Linked DNA regions of Gossypium hirsutum: region 1 is linked to region 2. Evidence: chromatin contacts called from public Hi-C data. All regions are on one chromosome and are shown on one strand. The core of a region is the stretch at or near the end of the contact, and the rest is flanking DNA. Distances in the headings are between cores, read along the strand shown.

Evidence for each region. Hi-C and Micro-C count contacts between places; a contact is called where the count stands out from the background.
Region 1: a Hi-C map of leaf shows a contact between it and region 2, with 2.8 times the contacts expected there. The contact joins the enhancer-like site here to the promoter of LOC107913567 in region 2. A contact is called at or near these places in 10 of 34 Hi-C or Micro-C datasets (anther, fibers, hypocotyl and 3 more).

The regions. Positions count from the first base shown.
Region 1 is chrD11:47,998,682-48,001,488 of Gossypium_hirsutum_v2.1, forward strand. No RefSeq gene overlaps it. Among protein-coding and RNA genes, the nearest start is that of LOC107913565, 38 kb to the right of the region's middle. Within about 2 kb of position 1,525, at least 6 of the 9 cell types and tissues checked have an H3K27ac peak or open chromatin away from gene starts, as enhancers often do. A contact at or near this core is called in fibers, hypocotyl and leaf, where this site is marked.
Region 2 is chrD11:47,933,297-47,936,406 of Gossypium_hirsutum_v2.1, forward strand. LOC107913567 (RNA polymerase sigma factor sigA) reads right to left here and starts at 1,490. Exons shown (of 10, transcript XM_041104184.1): 1 at 1,094-1,490; 2 at 1-167. The coding sequence starts at 20.

The DNA.
Region 1 (2,807 bases), core at 275-2,774, 65 kb after region 2:
AACCTTATAGTACTCTAATTATCCCTTTGATGATCAAGGGATGTATAAGAGGATAGTTGGGAAGTTAAATTATCATCTCACTGTGACTAGTCTAAACATTTCATTTGCAATAAGTATTGCTAGCCAATTCATGCCTGCACCTACAATTAAATATTACGTACTATGTTAGCTCTTAAATATGGCATATTATATAGTAATCACGGACATACTCACATTGAGTGTTTTGCTATGAAAATTGAGTGGGATCTAAAAGTGATAGAAGATCTACTACTAGATCTTGCATTTTTTTGTTAACAGAAATTTAATTTCATGGAGGAGCAAGAAGCAGAATGTTGTATCTTAGTCAAATGTAGAATCAAAGAACAAAGCAATACTCAGCTTATGTGTGAGATCATGTTGATACAACATCTGCTAGCTAAAATTAGGCTAGAGCATCCATCACCAACAAAACTTTGGAGCAATAATCAAGTCATTCTTAACATCACTTCGAGTCCAGCCTACCATAAAAGAACCAAATACATTGAAGTTGATTGTCACTTCATTCATAAAAAGATTCTAGACCACTCATTACCCACTGGCTATGTGAATATAGGAGAATAACTTGCAAATTTGTTCACAAAAGCATTGAATGACAATCAAGTTGACTATCTTTGTCACAAGCTAGGGATGATCAAAATTTATGCTACAACTTGAAAAGAAGTGTTAGAGAATATAAAATCTAATTCTTAGGCATAAATTATGTACATGAAACCAGGATTAATTCTACGGTAGAATTTGATTTGATTTGATTTTATTTCTTTCCTCCTTTGGACTTTGTAAATATGTATATATATATATATGGGCTTTCCATAAAGATGAATATACTACAATTTTTTTTCTACATCTTTTCAATTTCACTATTTTTATAATAATTTTTTCTTTGGCCTATTATATCAATAATATAAGTACATTCGGTTCATATATTAAGCTTATAACCAAGCTTTCACAAAACCTTTAACCCATTTTTGACTAAATTAATTTCTGTGGTTGATGGATTAAACAAATTAATTCAATTTTAATCAAAATTTGCACTCCACTATTAATTTTAATTAGTTGAATAATTTATTTTAATTTATCAAAATTAATTTGGATTTTTTAATTAATTAGTTATTTAAATCATTAGATTTGGTTTGTAATCCAAATCAAGAGAGAAAGCTTGAAAAACTTGGGCAAAGAATTGCCCTATCACCCTAGCCCAACTCGACAAGCGAGGGGTAGATTAGGGGTTTCCTCCCCCCAAGGAAGCCGTCAGTCACTCTTTTATTGTATAGTTGTACTATAATTCTTCCAGTTTTATTAATTTATAACTCTAACTTGAATTTTTTTTCTCTATAAATATACAAGCAAGCCAAAATTTTCATATGCACAAATACTAGGGGCGTCAAGGGAGGCCTCAAAAAAGTGATGAAGCTCTTGCATATGACGAAGTCAAAGGATGCCGAATGGAACTTCTACTTAAATAGGCCTTTTGCCCAAAAGAGTTGAAACCTAGTACCCCCTTTAAGCCTCTTAAGGAAATTATGATGGGAGAAAAGACCCAATGGACCACCTAGTCCAATACAATAGTTACATGCACATCTTGGGCACGAAAAATGACCTGAAATGCAAAATGTTCTCCATGAACTCGAGACTATGCTAGGATATGAAATTCCACATTACCAGCAGGGTCAATGTATGATTTTAGAGAGCTAACATGCAAATTTATGAGCATTTTTCAATAAACAAAGTGGGTGAGATAGAAAGATAAAGAGAGCTTGAAAGTTTACAGTCATCGTTAACACAGCCAATGTTGGCATCGAAGGCCTAAAGACGAGTAGGTCATCCAAGCTTTTATAGCAAAGGTAGATGATGAACATTTGAAGTATGCTTTGACGAAACACAAAATAGAAAAGCTATATCAGCTCTATGAAAAGGTGCATCGATATGCGAAAACGAAAAATAAATTGATAATAGAAAGAGATTCTATGGTAAAATGGAAGGAGGGATTAAGGAGAGATTACCACCCATATGAACAGGGGTTTAGAGGTAAACACGAGGAGACAACCATTAAGCTTTATCCCCCACCTCAATTGACTTTCCAAGGGCAAAGTGACAAGATTTGTAGAAGGCAAGAAGGTGATGTGCCTTGTAACAAATTCAACTATTACACTCCCCTGAATTCCTTGTGAGCACACATTTTGAACTAGGTCGCTAGAGGGGAAATCCTACGATCCCCTCTCCAATGAGTCCATCCTAGAGAAATAGAAATCTTCTGAAAGGTGTTGATTCCAGAATGATGTAGGTCACAAAATTGTATACACCTTAAACATGTCATTAAGGAAGGTGAAGGAGGTGAGGTAAGATTAATTTAGATGATTTGTTAGACGCTCATTTTTACAAAAAAAAAATGTATAATGGAGAAAAATCTTTAAAAACCGACAGATAAAATAAAACCCGTGACAAGGAACCAATTCGAGGTATCATCAATCTGATAGTGGGGTCACAGAAGAATAGACCACTTCCAACATTGAAAGAAAAAACTCACCAAGAATATTCCTATATTATCCAACATCATTAACCCTCAGGGCTGTAATCATATCACGCCACATCTCATTACTCAATAACCAATTTCCTATGCCAATTGCACTACATTAACTTCAGGCACACTTTAGAAGAGATTTCTCTCGATTCTAAGAATAGTTTAATCCCATGAGATAATCATGCGTAAAGTCCCTCCTTCACTATATAAACTTAGGCAAAAGACTCCTAGAGATAAAAAGAAACTCTAC
Region 2 (3,110 bases), core at 240-2,739:
ACAGCAGCAGTGGCCATCATACAGATTCTTCTCACTTTGATACAATTACCATCACACAATTTAGCACGCTTGTCAAAATTAAAACAATTCAGCCGTTATATCCCGTAGGCGACTAAGCTAAACAAAAATATTCTCCTCTTGTACTCTAAATCTCCTGTATGACACTGCTACAAAGAGGGTAAAAGAAGCTAGGATTATTTATTTCATATACATAAACTATATGGCAATGAGAAACTAAACTAAAATAGATAGATAAATAAATGAAACAAGTAAAGGAATGAAAAAGGTTGGTTTTTCCCAATCAGTAACACAAGGTTTTATCTAGTTCAAGTAAATCCCGGAAAGATGTAGCTCATGATGGTTTGACCAAAATCTTTTTTAAAAAAACCCCTAATTGTATGAGAATCCTACAACCATGTGAACACAACAACAAATGGTTTGATATTTGAAGTATTTTAAAGCATTAAATGACTGATACTTCAAGATCTGAAACTAGTTATAAATAACAAAGAATCTGGAAATTTGAAACACAAAAACTAATTCATTCTTCTATGCTCAATCTTCCTCTAAAACTTATATTTTTAAGCTTGTAAACCACCTAATCTTAAGAAATATCTTCTAACTTGGATGTCTCCACAACAAAGAAAATTAATTTTTAAGCAGAACCCAAGTTTTATTGTTATTATTAAATTGAATTATGATCACAAAGTTCAGTCATTTATGCAAACACATAGCAAACTTATAGCTGTAAATGGAACAAATTTCTATCTCTTTCACCTAAATTATGTACTTTTCACTTGTTTATGAACAAAAACAACAACCCATATCCATGTTCACAAAAATTTGTTTATTATTAAATTGAATTATGATCACAAAGTTCAGTCATTTATGCAAACACATAGCAAACTTATAGCTGTAAATGGAACAAATTTCTATCTCTTTCACCTAAATTATGTACTTTTCACTTGTTTATGAACAAAAACAACAACCCATATCCATGTAAGAGAAGGGGAGAAAACGAACATGAACATCTTATCAAAACAAACTTGATAGAAAGATCAAGGTCTGTAAAAGGCAATGACCAAAAGCTTACCTTAAAAAATTGCCAGCTACAACAAGAAGGAAATGAAAGAAACAAGAAGAAGAAAGAAAGACGTGTGTTCCAAAGTGTAAAGTAGAACAGTTAGCAAAGGAAGAGGAAAGAGTTTGGAACCGGTATTCCGGAGTTTGCTTTAGAAACTAGAAGCTTTTTTAGATTTAATAATTTGTAAATATATATATAGTGATTATGTTGGGATTTAATTTATGATAAAATTGAAGAAGAAAGGGTGCCAAATGGACATAAAGGATATAGAGAAGATAGATTCCATTGGCTACACTAGATATTGGGTGTTTGAGTGGTTCATAGCTTTCCATTTCGCTTCTCTGTTTTTACTTTTTGGGGATTTTTTTTCTCGGTTTAATCTGTTTCATATATTTGAGGATGGGTTGGGTTTGGGCACCACTAACGAATTAACTAATAACAAATGTGAGCAAATATCGATGAATGATGGGCCCACTTTCCACGTCATCCCCCAACAAACAGTGTGCCTCACTCCCGTTAATTCGTTTTTCTTTTCTTTTATATTTTTATCTAAACTAATATTTAGTATTGCCGGCAAATTACATATAAAAGTTTTTTTTTAAAAATATTTATCGAAATAGGCCCGGTAAATAATTATTTATCGGAATGACTCAATTCTCCGAAAGCGCATCCACGTCAGTGCGATGTTAGGGGACGTGGCAGGAAAACGCGTCTTTGAGGAAGCGTTTTGCCTACGTGGACAAAAATCGCTCCCTCAAGGACGCATTTTCCTGCCACGTAAGCGCTCTCTTGGGGATGCGTTTTGCCCGCGCATGAACAGTAGCAATGGCTGCTTTTTTTACCGTTGGTGACCCCCCAACGATAAAAAAAAACTATAAACCCCCCTTTCATTTTCTTCACAACTAAATCATTTCTCTCAATTTCTCTCTAATATTCTCTCAAATTTCTCTCAAATTTCTCTCAAATTTCTATTTAAAAGAGTTTTAATTTTTTAATTATTTTTAAAAAAGTTTTAAATTTTATTTTTTTGATTTTTTTTTAAATCGTAAAAATTTGTACCAATTTAGCAATGGTCGGAGAATTGATTCGTCTTGATGACAAGCACATATCCATCGAACAAATGAAAATGATAAGTGTTAACTTTAATTTTTAAATATTATTTAAGATTTTTTTATTTATGCAATTTTAAATAATTATTATTTTATTATTTGTTATAAAAGTCTATAGATCGGATATTGCAATGCTATATTCGTAATATGCATGGTCCTCCATCACCGTTGGTAGAGAATTACCTGCGGGAGGCGGGTTTTTAGCACGTGACGACGGTAGGCCGGGGATGCAAGTTGGACTCGAAACTTATCAGTGCGTTGATTGAGAGGTGGAGACCCGAGATGCACACATTCCATCTTCCATGTGAAGAGTGCACTATCACTTTGGAAGATGTCAATTTGCAATTGAGATTGCCGGTGGATGGGTACGCAGTCACCGGGTCTGTTCAATCTGGTGATTGGGGAGCGGTATGCTACGAGCTTTTGGGTGCTATTCCGGAGAATATTAACGGAGGTCGGATCGAGATGGGCTGGTTACGAGACATATTCCCTGATCCGGATTATGATTCAACCGAACTAGAAAGAATCCGATATGCTCGGGCATACATTCTTCAGATAATTGGAGGTTATCTGATGCCGAACTTGTCACGAAACCTCGTACACCTAAGATGGCTGCTGAAACTCGTTGATTTTCGAGCAACTGGTGAATTTAGTTGGGGGTCTACCGTGTTGGCAACATTGTACCAGGAGATGTGCGAGGCGACGCGACCGAATAAATTGAAAATCGGAGGTTGTCTGTCACTACTGCTGTCATGGGCACGGTTTCACTTTCTATTTTTACGTCCTCAAGTGGACCACCCGTATACATTCCCACTCATAACGAGGTAAATTTTATATTAAATTTTATAATTATTACGTAGATTTAAAATATAATCGAATGCTAAAAATTTATTTAATTAGGTGGAACCATCCGGCAA